Regions from separate parts of the Muntiacus reevesi genome. Here region 2 is linked to region 1. The links are chromatin contacts, called in public Hi-C maps. All regions are on one chromosome and are shown on one strand. The core of a region is the stretch at or near the end of the contact, and the rest is flanking DNA. Distances in the headings are between cores, read along the strand shown.

Region 1 (7,874 bases), core at 3,381-5,880:
ACATGGCCCGTGGAACATCCTTCTGTTCTCTCCCTGTTCGGAAGCTTCTGCCCAGAGGTTCAGGGCCCAGGAGCTCTGTCTGAGAGAGCGCCAAGGGCAGAGGGTAAGGATTGGGGGCTCACCTCTGCTACTTCACCTGGGGCATCTGGGCTTCTTTTCTGTTTTACATTTAAACTTGTGTTTGAAGGCAGGGTTTTGCTGCTAAAAACAACACTTTGCAAAGCACAGCTTCCATGGAGAATCAGAGATCAAAGTGCATGGTGACTTCTCCTGACAATTCTTAAATGGCTTCTTAGGAAATCACTGGCTCTCCATGAAAAAAACTACTCTTCTGCACCATCTTTTCACAAAATTTGTGTTTGTGACCCTCACAGTATGTACCATTTCAGCTTTTAGGATACATATCCTGATAGGTAAGTTAGAAGCCGGGATTTGATTTGAAACTATTTTAAAACATTTAACTTAGAAAATTGTGTGTAAACTCAAAGAAAAACCTTTGACCCTTTAAACAATAATAGCAGCTGTTTGAGAATATTGAATATGATGAGAAGGTGACCTCAAAGTCTAGAACCATGCTGTATGGAGGGGCAGGGGAGTCAGGAGGGGGATGGGAGTGGGCCACATGAGCAACAATGGGGGTTTGACTTGTTTTCCGGATTGTCTCTTTCCCTCACTGGGGCTATAAGAAATAATGTAGAATTTTAGTGAGGTCTTTTTTTGCCTTTAATATGTTTCACTATTATTTTTTTTTCTTTTTTGGTTTTTCACTGCAGCCACAAGGCGTGTGGGGTCTTGTGGGATCTTTGTTCCCTGACCAGGGACTGAACCCACACCCTTGCAGTGAAAGTGCGGAGTCCTAACCATTGGACTCCCAGGGAATTTCCACCATGTTTCTTTTTTTATACTGCCTCTCCTCTCCCTTACTGAAATGCTGCATTTGCAAATGCATCTTTCCTGTCTTGTTTTATCTTACTTTCCATAACTGCTCTCTGTCCGCCGTTGGCAAGTTCCCTCAGACCTGTCTTGTGTGTAAGCAACAAGCACGTATAAGTCAAAGCCTTTTTCCGCAAGTGAGGTTGGTTAAGCAGAGAAAAGACGGCAAGGTGTTTCATTTCTCTGGAATCCTATGGGCTTGGAGGCACAGTCTGGTGTATAGCAAGCCAGAGAGTCCAGAGTTAACTGTGAAATCAGGTAAGTTACAAGTGTTACAAGTTCAGTACTAAACCGGGAGTCTGTTTGGGGCATCAAGGCTTAACACGGAGATTGTCATGAGCCCGAATCCCATGTTGGTCTCAGAACTCAGCAAGGGTCTTGAGGCTCCTTTGGCCAGAGTGTGACAGGCCTCAGGATTTCTTCGTGCTAAGAACAGAGCAACTTGGAAACTACTGTAGCTTCTGTTGCTGTTTAGTTGCTAAATCATGTCTGACTCTTTGCGACCCCGTGGACTGTAACCCACCAGGTTTCTCTGTCCATGGGATTTCCCAGGGAAGAATACTGGAGTGGGTTGCCATTTCCTTAGTAGTTAAGCTAATTTGATGCTCCATAGTTTAGTTCTGGATCAGATACGAGTCGTTTCGGCTGGCCCTGTCCCAGGAGAAATTATAGAGGGTGTCTTCGAAGTAGTATGAGACATTACCAACCCTCCAGAGAGAAAGTTGACTCCTAGCTGGGTGCTCCTCAGGCCAGCAGGACCTTTAGGCTTCCAAGGCTTTGTATGATTAGCAGTGTGACCACCAAATAGTCAAAATCTTATTGTCCATATCAGGGAGAACATAATTAGATGATTAGACTCTATAGATAATCAAAGTTCTCATTTATCTAACATTTTTGGCCTCTTCCGGCAAATGAAAAAACAAAAACCAAAAAATTTTCACTGGATGTTAATTAGAAACAGCATTGCGGACTTCCCTGGTGGTCCAGTGGTTAAGAATAAGCCTTGCAATGCAGGGGATGTGGCTTGGATCCCTAGTCAGGGGATGAAGATCTCACATGCTATAGAGCCACTAAGTCTGTGCTCTGCAACTACTGAGCCTGCATGCCCCAACTAGACAGTCCATGCACTGCAAGGCAAGATCCCTCATGATGCAGCAAAGATCTTGCATGCTGTGACTAAGACCCAAGGCAACAAAAAAAACAAATCAGTTTTTTAAAAAAGGGGAAAAAAAAAAAAGAAACAGCATTAGCAGTTAACTTTATTTCCCTGCCAGTCCCACTTTCTAGTCTTAGTGGCAAGTTGGAAGGAAGAGTGAAGGGGCAAGATGCCTGAAATGATATATCATGTATTTGAACTCATCTGGAGAGTCTGGGCAACAGTGGTGTCTGATCCTCCCTCACCTGGGTCTGCTGGTGTTCTAGAGACTCGTCTGGGTCTTTGGTGGCCATTACCCTCTGAGCACTGCTTCACCTCCTAAGTTCCATGAGTCAGCAAATATCTGTACAGAGCCCACCTTAGAGACCAGGAAACCTGTATTCTAGTGTCTGATCTGCTATTAAGAAGCCACATAGGGGACTTCCCTGGTGGTCCATTGGCTAAGACTCCGAGCTCCCAGGGCAGGAGGCCCAGGTTCAATTCCTAGCCAGGGAGTGTAGTGTAGTGTACTGTTAGTCACTCAGTCGTGTCCGACTCTTTGCGACCCCATGGACTGTAGCCCACCAGACTCCTCTGTCCATGGGATTCTCCAGGCAAGAATACTGGAGTGGATTGCCATTTCCTCCTCCACTAGTCGGGGAGCTAGATCCCATATGCCATGCTAAGAGTTCACATGCTGCAACTAAAGATCCCACATACTGCAAGGAAGATGAAAGATCCTGTGTGCCTCAGCTAAGACCCTGAGCAGAAAATTTAAAAAAACCCAAAAACCATGTAGGGTTTGGGGAGAGGGGCAGGAGAGGAAGCTATGGAATTTCTCTCTCAGAGACTCAGTTTTCAATTATCTTTAAATGAGAGGAGTGAACAATATATTTATAAGATTCCTCCTAGCACTGAAATTCTGTGATTCTGGCAGAGGCTGTGTCATTTGGATTTGCTTCTCTGATTAAAATGTGTGTTGTTGCTTGAAAAGTATTTGGTTGATTGTATGTGAGTTAGAGTCATGTCTTCTTCGGGTTGTCCCATTACCCGTTTGTCTGGTCTATCCTTCTTTTCCTTGCTCAGATAGGATGAAGTTTCTTTGCACTAACAGTGTCAGGCGCTGGAACTGGAGTTACATGTCTGTATTAAAGAGCTATCCAAAGGTTTCCATTTCTACTGGCTTGAGGGCAAAAGAGGTTGTTGGGGGGCTTGCCTTTGGCCTCTGAGCCCAAGGGGTTCCAAATGAATGCTCCTCAAAGGTGAGCCTGTATCATTCAGCTTTGTGCATTCACCCCCATAGCTTGTGCAAGGCAAGCTGTTCAATAAAGTAATATTGTACCTGAGAATAAAATGGCATTGTTCTTTAGTTCCGCCCCCAAACCACTAGGTGTCGCCTCCACCTCAGAGAAACTGGGCCCCTCCTCCCCCTGCACAGCCACCCTTCTGGCTCGTCTCCGGGAGCTCTCAGCTTCTTGGCTTTGTGATTGCTGGAGAAGTGGCCTGAAGCAGGAGATGCCCTGTGGCTCTCGGCAGGGGGGAGGGAAATGGGTTGATGTGCATCTCCTTAAAGACAATTTGAGGAAAACTCCCTAAGGTCCCGTGGTAGTTCCTCCCAGCAACCGTGATTTCACCCCTCCCAAGCTGGTCCTCGCAATCAGATCAGCTCCTCCAGATCTGGGGTGTCTGGGGTGAGCCTTCCACGCTGGACGCTTAGGAGGGAGGGTGGAACCCGAAGGGGACACGGTGGGCTTCTACTGCTGGAAACGCTCTGCTGAGTCATCCCCTGAGGTTTCCTCGGGTGCGAGCCTGGGCCGTGAAGGGAGACAAAGAGAAGAGGCTGTTCTGGGGTCCTGCCCAGGAGCAGATGGTGCGATGGAAGCCCCGTGGGCTGTGGTGGCCTCGGAGGACCCGGGAGCGCACGGACGGGGCGTAGGGCCAGCAAGAGAGAGATTGGAGAGTTGAGCCTTAAGGAAAAGGGCGACTTGTGGACTTCGTAAGGACTCGGGAAAGATCGGTCCTTGGGACGCCTTGGTCCTGGAGGGGCCTGCTCTTCCAGGGAGCAAGCATGTTTTGCTGGTGCCGGGGAGAGAGCGTTCCCGGCAGTGAGAAGGGTGGTGTGGCCCGCTAGGTGGAGGACAAGTGAGGATACCAAATACGTGGGGGTTCCAGACTTCTTCCTGAGACTGGAGTGTCTGAGGGACTCGGGGGAACTGAGAGAGGAGACCCCAAGAAGAGCGGGATGCGCGAGGGCCGTGTGGAGAGGCCCCGGCTCCCGGGAGTGCGATGGACAGCGCGCGCGGGGTGGCCCGGGGGGCCTGGAGGAGACCCGGCAGGCCTCGGAGTGAGGGGACGCCCGGAACCTCGCCGGCCTGGGAGGCCCTCGCGCGGCGCCCCCGGGTGGGTGTGGGACCTGGGAGGGCCCCGGCGGCCGGGCGGGGGCCCGGGGGTGCGGGCCGGGGGAGACAGCAGGCGCCGGAGGGTGGGGCCGGGCGGGAGAAGGAGGGGCCGCGGGGCGGGGCGGGGACGGCGCGGGGCGGGGGCGGGCGGCCTGCCCGGGGAGTCGCACTCGGCCGCCGCCGGCGCAGCGAGCGGAGACGGCCGGGCCGCGGCGACCTGACCCGGACGAGCGGCGCGCCCGGGGGCCCCGGCAGGGGGCGGGAGGAAGCGCGGGGCTGCGCGGGCCGCCCGGGCCCAGGAGAAGCGGAGCAGAGCGGCGCTGGGACACGGGCGGGGCCGCCGCAGCTCCGGACGGGACCTGCGCCCTGGGCCCGTTAGTCCCAGCAGGAGCTTCGGGAGAAGCCTTCTCGGGGAGACTCGCCCCTGCCTGCCTCCCCCGCCGGCCCAGGCCTCGCTTCGCTCCCCGCCGCCCATGTCCCAGTCCTTCCGCCGCGCCAGCCCCCTCCCACCTTACCCCCCTGGTCCTCCTCTCCGCAGCCCTCTGCCCTCCTAGCCCCTTGGGCTGTGAGGCGCCCCCAGGCCTGCTCTCGGTGCCAGCCTGCCCCGCACCCCCACCCCGTCCCAGTCGCGGACCCCCGTTTCCTTCTCAGCTCCAGATTCACCAGCCGACTTCGCCCCTCACTGTCCACATCCCAGTCACAGGCCCCCGCGGCCCCTCCGGCCCCCTGCCACCCTACCCGTAGCCCTCCTCAGCCGTGCCCGGGGCCGCGGGACCCGGTCCTCACCCGCTCCCCGGGGCTGCCTTCCTCCGCCCTCTCCCTCGCCCATCGCTGCCCCTCTCCCGAGTCCCAGCCCCGCTGGCTCACCATCACTTCTCTCCCGGCGGTCTTCCCCTGGTTCCAGGCTGGGTGGCGCTGGGGCCTCCCCCGTGGGCCCGCCTGGCCCCGGCTTCTGGGGGCGGTGGGGCCGCCGCTCTCTCCCCATGGCACTGCCATCTCTCCTGCTGGTCGTGGCAGCCCTGGCAGGTGGGGTGCGCCCTCCCGGGGCGCGCAACCTGACGCTGGCGGTGGTGCTGCCGGAACACAACCTGAGCTACGCCTGGGCCTGGCCGCGCGTGGGTCCCGCTGTGGCCCTTGCCGTGGAGGCGCTGGGCCGCGCGCTGCCCGTGGACCTCCGCTTCGTCAGCTCGGAGCTGGACGGCGCCTGCTCCGAGTACCTGGCCCCCCTGCGCGCTGTGGATCTCAAGTTGTACCATGACCCCGACCTTCTCTTGGGCCCCGGTTGCGTGTACCCCGCGGCCTCTGTGGCTCGCTTTGCCTCACACTGGCGTCTTCCCCTGCTGACCGCCGGTGCTGTGGCCTCTGGGTTTTCAGCTAAGAGCGAGCATTACCGAACCCTGGTGCGCACTGGCCCCTCTGCTCCCAAACTGGGTGAGTTTGTAGTGATGCTCCACGGGCACTTCAACTGGACCGCCCGTGCTGCCTTGCTGTATCTGGACGCCCGCACAGATGACCGGCCTCACTACTTCACCATCGAGGGCGTCTTTGAGGCCCTGCAGGGCATCAACCTCAGTGTGCAGCACCAGGTGTATGCCCGTGAGCCGGGGGGCCCTGAGCAGGCCACCCACTTCATCCGGGCCAACGGGCGCAGTGAGTGTGGCCGAGGCTGTGTTAGGGCTGGGGAGGAGGGTCGCGGTGTCCCTGGGGCTTGGCACTGGGAGGCTGTAGATGGAGACGGGTGTTGAGGGGCTGATTGATGCTGGTGGTTGGGATCAAGAAGCAGACGTGGATGGAGCCCCTGGGAGAGGCCCGAGGCATTGTATTGGGGCAGGGGGTTGCTGGTGGCCGTTCACAGGTAGATGTGAACAAGGAAGAAGATAGCATGGAGGGTGAAGCTTGGGTCAGGGAGAGTGTGGGGCTGGGGGAAGTTGAATCTGGAGAGCAGTGTGAGTGCCCCGGACTAGTGAATGTAGTTGATGGTCACTCCAAAATGTGTGCCTGTCTGTGAGCAGAGACTTCTCAGACTGGGCTGCCAGGACCCTTTGGAGGCATAAGAAGAGTGAGGACTCTGTTAATGGGCTTTGAGGTACAGCAGATTTGGTGGGGAAAGACAGGTAAAGCCCACACTGAGAGAAATTCTGAGCCATCAGTGGCTTTGAGCCTAGGGAGAGGCAGGGCAGAGTGGGGGAGTGAGGAGGTCGGGTGGGAGGCAGACGGCAGGGCTCTGGGAAGAGGAGGGGCTTGAGGGATGTAGCTCCCTTCCTTTGGAGCCTGGAGTCAGGCTCTGACTTCTGCCAGATGGTCCTTATGGCCCCAGGGTACTTATGACATAGACTCCCAAGGGGAGGGATGGGGGACATCTGGTGGGTGGTTGATAGGTCAGGGCCTCTGTTCCTCGCTAAGGACGGAGATACAGCTGGTCAGATGGGGCTGTTCGGGGTCCTGGCCCCTCTCTCAGGGGGCCCCTCTCTCATGTACCTGCTCCCAGTTGTGTACATCTGTGGCCCTCTGGAGATGCTGCATGAGATCCTGCTGCAGGCGCAGAGGGAGAACCTGACCAACGGGGATTACGTCTTCTTTTACCTGGATGTCTTTGGGGAGAGTCTCCGCGCGGGCCCCACACGCTCCGTGGGCCGGCCCTGGCAGGATAATCGCACCCGGGAACAGGCCCAGGCCCTCAGAGAAGCATTTCAGGTATCATCTGAACCAAACTCGAAGGAAGGGGGAGAGGAACTTTTGGGGGAATTCTCTTTCACAAAACCCCACAGAAGCCCCAGCAATAGGGCGAGAATTGTAAACTATGAAGGTGAAATGGATAGGGGATTTTCTAGCCTAGCCTCACCTTTGTGGCTCTTTCTCTATGTCTGCCAAGGCCACCTCTTAAGATCCTGGAATGGCTGGCTTTCCTAAGTACCAATGGTAGATATACTGTCAGGGAGAAAAGTTCAGGAGAAGACTTAGTCCCAGCCCCTAGGAGGGCTTCCACCCTTTCTGCAGAGGTGAGGCATGATTGCAGTACGGTTAGATATAAGTATGAGATAGGATGTGATTACGGGTCCTGGAAGAGATGCTAAGAACATGAGTGGTTCAGAGGAGAGAGTCACTGTGGGCTGGGTTTAGGGAAGGCTTTTTATAAAGGAAGCAAGACTCTATTGTGACTTTAAAGACAGATGTTGTTTTCCTAGTTAGAGTGGGAAAGAGGATCCAGGCAGCTAAGAGAAAAAGACAGGAATGGATCTGTTTGAGGGTTCAAGGCAAACTGACCTGACAAGAAGGAGTGGTTCACTTGGGGACAGATTATAAGAAATAATGTTGAGGGGTAGCCTCAGATTAAGAAGAGCCCTGAACCTAAGACTGAGGTGCTTGGACTTGAATGGCCAAGTTTTCGAGTTTTTTCGGTGTGTGTA
Region 2 (7,874 bases), core at 3,299-5,798, 210 kb after region 1:
CATTATGATGACATACGTAAGAGTTTCTTTGACCTAAAAATCCTTTACGTTCTGCTTACTCATCCTTTCCTCCTCACTGCCTCCTGGCAACCGCTGATTCTTTGTCTCCATAGTTATGCCTCTTCCAGAATGTTATACAATTGGAATCACATAGTATGTAGCTTTTTCAGATGGTCCTCTTTCACTTAGCAATACACATTTAAGATTCCTCTGTGTCTACTCATGACTTGACAGCTCATTTTTCCTAGAGCTGAATAATGTTCCATTGTTTGGATATACTTAGCTTTTCAATCCGTTCACCTACTGGAGGGTATCTTAGCTGCTGTCAAGTTTTGGAAGTTATGAATACAGCTGCTACAAACGTCCGTGTGCAGGTGTTTGAAGGGACATACGTTTTACCTTTGGATAAATACCAAGGAATGTGATTACTGGATCAGATGATAGACAGAGTGTGTTTAGATTTGTAAGGAACTGCTAAACTGTTTCCATAGTGGTCTACCATTTTGCTTTGTTATACATTTTCTTCACATAACACTTCTCCTATTCAATTTTCACCTGGATATACCTTGCTGGTTTGGCTTGGCCTGGCCTCTTCAGATAGCTTGCCTAGTGCCCAGGGCAACTTTTCATCAAAAGACAATGCTTCAGATAGGAAATTTTCTTTATTTCTTTAACAGTTGTTTCTCCACAGGTTCTTTTCTCCACTTCTGGAATGTCTATTATACAAGTATGGAGCTGACCCTCAGACAACATGTATTTGAACTGCATGAATCCATTACACATATTGTTTTTTCAGTACTAAATACTGCAGTGCTACACAATCCATGGTTGGCTGACTCAGGTGCAGAACCCCAGATATGGAGGGCCACCTACAAAGTTGATTTTCAACTGCGTGGGGATTGGTGCCCTGTTTCCCCACTGTTGTTTAAAGGCCAGCTGTGTTTCATTTCCTGGGCATTTCTTTCTTTCTTTGGTCTTTTTCAGAGTTACAGGGAAGGTTCTCAAAGCAGTCTTTCTTGATTTGGTTTTTAATTTGAAAGTAAAATTTTGCATATTTTTCCAAACTTGTTTATGAATTAACTTTTCAAATATTATTTAGAAGATAAATTTGGAAATTTTACTAAGTCCCTGTTTTCAGGCTTTTAGCAACTCTCTTAATAAAGACACGATACCTTGTATTTTTCTTCATATGTCTAGTAGTTTTTCTTTAGAAGGACCTACCTAGATCTATGTTTTCTTTAGAGGGACCCCTAGATCCCTAGAGGGATTGGAATTTGAAGTGGTTCTAGGCAAGACTATGCAGATTATTTTCAAGCATATTGGTTCCAGGCCCACTTGTTTATGGTTTAGTTTCTAGGTGCGGGCATCCAGTTGGCCATGATTAATGCAGGGGAGGGCTCTTGAGAGAAGTTTGCTGCTATGCTAGGCAACTTTGCTTTCAGGATTTATGGAGGCAGCTCAAGGTTAGCTGGAGGAATGTCTCCTTTCTCTAAGTGAGTGTATAGGTTAGGAATCTTCTGACCAGTGTCTCTGCTTTTATGTGCAAACCAAACATTGGGCTAAGTCTTGGCCAACTGATTTGCAAGCAGACGCTTGTACAGTTCCCAGCATCACCAAAATTGCTTCCAGCCTGTGCCAACCTCATCCTAATGCATAGCCCTGGTGTCTATCATGGGGCTGAGAGTGGCTCTGCTGGGGCAGCACCCCCATCGGGCTTCCCAGGGATGCCCTTCCTTAGTCAATACATCCATTGATCTGCTTCCACCTGCACTATGTATTGCAGAAATTCTTTACATGTTCTTGGTCAGAATTTGAAACAGAGAAGAGTTAAGTGGATGGTTTCAGATTATGATCTGTAAGTAAAGATCAGGGAACTACCGCTTTCAACAAGTCTGAATACAAAACTGATTTATTTACAGTGTCACCACTAGGTGGTGCTACCAATTGGTGAAAACAAAGGTTGCTGTTGTGGGACGATCAAAACCCACTTGCAGCTAGGACCAGCACAAGTTTGCGAGCTTTTAGGGAGCTTGTGTGTACTTGTGCGTAAGTGTGTGTACACATAGCTCTTGGTGCATGAATTTGCTTCAATGCAATGTTGGTTTACACGTGTTCACATGCAGGCAAGTATATGCAGAGATTAGGGTTGGGGGCACCTTCATATCACATCATGAAGCTAATGATATGAACTCCAAAAGGCTGCCCCATCAGCCATATGTATCGTCCGGAACTCTGGTCCCTCAGCTTGAAAGGCTGCCAGTGGAGTGTGCAGAAGCCCCAGCCTTAAGGGAGAAATACAGTGACAACGCCCCAGGAAAGCTTTTTCGGGGCAGGGAACACACAGTCACGTATCCTGTAAGGTCATCTGTCCGCAACCCCTCCAAGGAAGTCTCAGTCACTTGTAATGTCCTGGAGGACCACGGTCTCGATATCTCCCTGAGTACCCAAAGCTTCAAATCAAATGCCCACATTAGGATGGCATCCTCTGTCCGGATAGGGAGTGACTGTGCACTTGAGAAAATAAATGTGGGGGTGGTGTTGGGGAAGCCCCGAAACCCCTTCCCCACCAGAGTCATCCGTATCCGCACGTCCTTTCCGTTATCACTGTGGACGGTCCCCAGCTGATCTCAGACTCTCACTCAGGAGCCCGGCCTTCACTCCAGGAGTCTTGCTGCCTTGACTACATGCTGTCCAGCATAGCCCCTGAGGCTGGGGAAACTCAGACAAGCCCCTTCCCTCCTCTGGCATCAGTTTCTGCAGCTCTCGGTGAGGGCTGGGGCCGCAGGGAGACGCTCCCAAGTAGGAGAAAGTTCTGCTTGCCTTCCTCCTCCTCCTTCCAGCAGACTTCCCTCCTTAATGGGCCCCCAGGGGAGGCAGCTGGCCTCCTGGGCCTCCAGAAGCCGCAGGAGGGAATGCTCACTTGAGCATCATTAAAAGTTCAAGTGGCTTCCTCCCTCCACCCTGCACCCCAGGGGGAGAACCCCAGGACTCATTAAACCCTCTGCCCCCAGAGTCCAATTTGGTTGAAGGGAATGTTTGATCTTTTCATCCAGAGGAGGTTTGCACTAAGGGTTTGGGGCCTCCCTGAGACAGTTCATCTCAGATCCAGGTCAGAGAGGGAGGGTCCCCAGAGGTCACCTCTTGCCCTGGCGCTTTTCCAGAGGAGGAAACAGGCTGCAGAGAAGGGGTGTGTCCAAGGTCACCAGGAGGCAGGCTGCTGGAAGCATTTCTCTGGGTGGCAGAGAACTGAGTGGGGGCGGGGTGGGGGCTCTCTGTGGAGGGTCCCCTGGGCACCCATGGTCTCAAGGGCGAGGTGCAGAGCTGTGGCTTTGGGGGGGACCCTGCAGCATGTGAGGAAGGACTGTAAGAGCAGCCTGACAAGCCCACAATGGGAGGGGCTGCCTGGAAAGATAGCAAGCAACCGTCCCCGGCCGCTTGGCCGTGTGGTGGGATGGATAAGTGCTTGTCTAGATGAACAGAGGGCTCTGGACTGCATGGGCAGAGGGATCTGCAACTGCTCAGGTCCTGCCTGCTCTGTGAATTCTCCCCCAGGCAGGAATGGTGTGTCTTGACTGTCGGGTGGGGAGCTTCGGATGGAGCGGGGAGCCTGCCGTGTATGGGCAGTTGAGCCTGTTGACTGGGAAGCAGGAGGCTGACCCTGGGGCCTGGCCTCTCTGACCTCAGCGGCCAGCTTCCTGCCTCCTGCAGCCCTACACTGACACCCGGCTCCCAGACCCAGCAGGACTGAGGCTGCAGAGACAGTTGTTCAGCTTTCCTGCCTGCCGGGCTGGCCTGAGCTCCTGAAGAGTGCAGGAGCAGACATTCTGCAGGACAGAATGTGACTCAGCCCCCGCGGCCTCTGTGGGCTGCAGGGCAGGGAGCCACGGTCTCCCAGATGATGCTCGGTCCCCCCAAGCCATCTGGGCCAAACTCCACTGCCTGAATATCGGCGGCTTCCCTGGTGGCTTGGGTGGTAAAGAATCTGCCCTACTTGCAGGAGACCCAGGTTTGATCCCTGGGTTGGGAAGATCCCCTGGAGAAGGGAATGGCAACCCACTCCAGGATTCTTGCCTGGATAATTTGAACAGAGGAGACTGGCAGGCTACCGTCCTTGGGGTCGCAGAGTCGGATACGACTGAGTGACTTTCACTCACTCACTCAATATCAGTGGCAAACGTGTCCAGACCTGGTTTAAGTGCCTTATAAACACTAATTCCTTAAATCCTCAGAAAACCCTACTAGGAAATATACTCTAATGAACCCTTTTACACATGAGGAAACTGAGGCAGCGAGCATGGGAAACATGCGCAGTCACAGGGCTGGTGAGTCATGTGGTTCTAGAACCCACGATCTTAGTTAGCGTGCTGTGCTGTCTCTAAGAAAGGAGGGCTCTGAGGCCCAGGGAGGGGACCGGGCTGGCCCAGTCACCCGGCTGGGTGGCAGGGATGGGGGCCCAGGCTCTTATCTCTAGCCTCTGGGCTCTCCCCCCACCCCGAGGCCCCTCCTTCCAGCTCCTCTCTCCCCACCTAGCCTCACTTGGGCCTCCCCAGAGTTAACAGTCGCCGGGCCTCCCCTCAGCTGGCAGCTGCAACCCAAAGAGGCTGCACCCACATTCCCTGGCTGCTCTCCAACCCACAGGAGCAGAGAAAACAGTCCAGTGACCGCGAGGGCTGAGCAGAGGCTGCTGGAGGGGAGGAAGCAGTGCGGAGCCGCCACGCAGAGGGCCCTGTCAGCTCCCAGATGCTGGACCTCCTGCAGCGCACGACCCTCGTGGGCCTGATCGTCGGCACGGCGGTGGCCTTGCTGCTGCTGCTGCTGCTGCTGGCCGCCTGCCTGTACTCCAGACAGGAGGAGCCCGACATGGAGAGGAACCGCCCCGCCGCCAGGAGGAACCGCATCAGGTGGGCCCGGCCGTGGATCTCCTCAGGCCGGGGCCACCTGGGACACTTGCACCATTTCCGCCATGCTGGCCACGTGTCTCACATGCCCCATGCGAACCTCCACCATCACCATCACCACCTCGCCCACCACCATGCCCACCATCACGCCGCCCACCACGCCGCCCGTGCCCACCGAGGCCGCCACTGAGGCCCGTGCAGGGCAGCCGCTGCCTGCCCTGCCGTCGCCAGACGAGTGGACCTGCCGACGCTCCCACGCAGCAGGGCGCCTCTCTGCAGGGAACACCGGGTCCTGCTTGGGCTTCGTCTACCTTCCACGCCCCGTGTGCTGCGGAGGAGAGCGGAGGAGCGCCAGGGCTGGCCCTGCACACACAGGAGGGGGACGGGCTGAGCGCAGGCGGTGCTGGCGGTCCTTCGGGGCAGACACCACCTTGTGACCTTAACTCCCGAGGGGCACCAGAGTGGACCGCCTGTCCGGTTGGTGCAGGCATGCTGGTGTGTGCGGATGGGCAGGTGTGCCCTGCTCGCTCTCAATGACCAGGCCTCTGGCTGGCAAGGTAGCTGGGAGGGGCCCTGGCGATGCCCCTGTGTTTGAAGGAGGTCGTGAGGCTGCACAGTCAAGTCAGTGGTGCCTTAATCCAAGAAAATAAAAACCATTAAGAAGCTTTGTGAAGAGGCTCTTGATTGTAACTCAAGTGGGAGGGAGGGAGCGGCCAGGCCTGTTCCTGCCTTTCCCTGGACCTCCCTCTCTGATGGGAAGTGAATGTCTGAGTGGGCCCTGCCGTGGGGGAGACTGGACGGCTCCGCTGGGCTCCGTGGACAGTAGGTGAGAAGGCCTGGGGCCCGAGCTCTGATGGGAGGCATGGTTAGGGTTTGCAGGCAGCCCTGCACAGAGACGGCTCTCTGTGTACCGGTGGGGCTCGGAGAGAAGGAGCGAGGCCGTCCAGGCTGGCCCCCAGGGCTCTGTCCGGTCCACCTCTAGGGCAGACTATGCTCCGGGCCTGCAGAAGGCCCCTGCGAGGCTGCGCTGAATGAACGTTTCTTTGGTAAACTGGTCAGGGTTTCTCATCCAGGTGTTGAGTCTCAGCCAGCCTGACCCCACTGATGCGTGTGTGTGTGTGTGTGTGTGCGTGCGTGTCTGTGTCTGTGTGTGTGTGTGTGTATGTGTCTGTGGCTGGCTGGAGTCTGTGTGTGGCTGTGAGTTTAGGAGGGAGAATGTGCTGCTGGGTGGCCCTGGGAGAGGGCTTGCTCCTCGGAGTCTCAGTTTCCCCTTCCCTAAGATGAGATAGGTGACAGACGCTTCTTGTCAAAGCCTGTTCCCAGCTACCCCAGGGCAGCTGACAGGATTCTGCAGCCAGGACGGAATCCAGTTCTGAGGCCTTCAGTGAGGAAGGAAGTCCTGTGAACTGGGGTGGGAAGGGGAGGGGGAGAGGCTTGAGGGCCAGGCGAGGCGGTGGGGAGAGGCCGGAGAACAGGCCATAAAGTCAGGGGCCTGGTGGCTGACTCACTGGAACAGAATGTCCTGTTTCTTTTCTATTCCCCGGTGATTCTCTATGAGGCCTGGGGTGGGAGGCGGGGAGAGGGAGGCAAATTCACTGATAGCAAGGCCAGATTTCAGGCTTGGGAAAGAGGATCCAGGGTCTATAGCACTCTTTGTATCAGCCTCTCCTCCCTTACCCTGTGGTTACCCTTAGTTCATCCCTGATCCGGATTCCTGCCACAACCCCTCCAAGTCTGCACACCTCCAGCCCTGCCACTTTGCGAGGCCTCTTCACACTGCAGCCTGCCCATTGCCCTTGGGACCAAGTCTCTGCCTCTTGGTTGGCCATCCAAGGCCCCCGGTCTGATTCCTGCCTCCTCCTGTTCCTTCTGTCCTGTCCACACTGCTCCAGTCCTTAGGCTCAGGAAACATCTTGCACGTTCCCCTCTCTGTCTTTGCCCAAGAAGAATTTGTCATTCACTCTTATGGGTTTCTCATTTATTATTATTGTTATTGTTGTTGTCATTTCTGCCGATGCACTCAAATCTCTTTCCCTAGAGATTCAAAGGCCCCTGTCCTCCTAGACTGGAGAACTCTTGAGGGCCCCCCCATGCCCAAGTGTGGGATCAGCCCACATGACAGATGCTCGAGAAAGGTTTCCAGGGCTTCATGCTCTCTGGAAAAAGTAAATGTACTTGGAATCATCACTACTAGAAGCTTAGGGCTTGAGGGCTTCCAACTTTACTAGTGGGACATTGCAGGGATTAGTCCTTTAAGCTTCTAGGGCCTTGCCGAGAGAGCTCCCGCTTTACTACCCCATCTGCTGAGTGTTGGGGTGTGTGGAGGTCGATAGCCCGCCAGCCTGGACCTCCCTCATCCCTCTGCAGAGCCCGATGTGAGCCTTGGATTGCCTGCCTTTCCTATGTGTGGCCTCGAGCATCCTCTGGGAGAGCCAAGAGGCTTGCCATCACCTTCCCCTTCTTAATGTAAGTGGAATCTATGGAGGACTTCTCTGGTGGTTCAGAGGTTAAAACTCCATGCTTCCACTGCAGAGGGTGCTGGTTCAATCCCTAATGGGTAACTAATATCCCACATGCCATGTGATAAGGCATATATATATACATATATATATATATATATGGTTATGTGTGTTTGTGTGCATGTATATGTATGTATATGTATATATACGGAATGTATGGGCCATGCTCTTTTCTCTGACCAGTTGACAGTGATGGATGCTGGGAAGACAGATGTATGTATAAGTGGTAGACATCTTTCAGAGCCCTGTTATGTCTGGGGCTCATGGGTAGGGGCTGTCTGTCATAAGATTACAAAATCCACAAGAAAAGAAAATATCTGGAGAAACCCTTAGGACAAGCAGTCCCCCTCGTGCCCTCCACCTCCCAAAGTGACTGGCTGACATTGATAATTCATTGATAACAATTCACTGATAATCTGAAACCACAGGCCCACAGAGTGGTTCGTCATATTTCCTG

What was found. A called contact is a pair of places that touch in the nucleus more often than the background predicts.
Region 2: a contact with region 1 is called in a Hi-C map of muscle, with 8 times the contacts expected there. The contact joins the promoter of HRCT1 here to the promoter of NPR2 in region 1. A contact is called at or near these places in 2 of 3 Hi-C or Micro-C datasets (blood and muscle).

The regions. Positions count from the first base shown.
Region 1 is chr17:55,909,328-55,917,201 of mMunRee1.1, forward strand. NPR2 (natriuretic peptide receptor 2) reads left to right here and starts at 4,631. Exons shown (of 21, transcript XM_065907765.1): 1 at 4,631-6,117; 2 at 6,956-7,161. The coding sequence starts at 5,451.
Region 2 is chr17:56,114,531-56,122,404 of mMunRee1.1, forward strand. HRCT1 (histidine rich carboxyl terminus 1) reads left to right here and starts at 4,549. Exons shown (of 1, transcript XM_065908276.1): 1 at 4,549-5,563. The coding sequence starts at 4,741. The coding sequence ends at 5,088. It overlaps SPAAR (small regulatory polypeptide of amino acid response), which reads left to right and starts at 5,640. Exons shown (of 2, transcript XM_065908275.1): 1 at 5,640-5,724. The coding sequence starts at 5,651.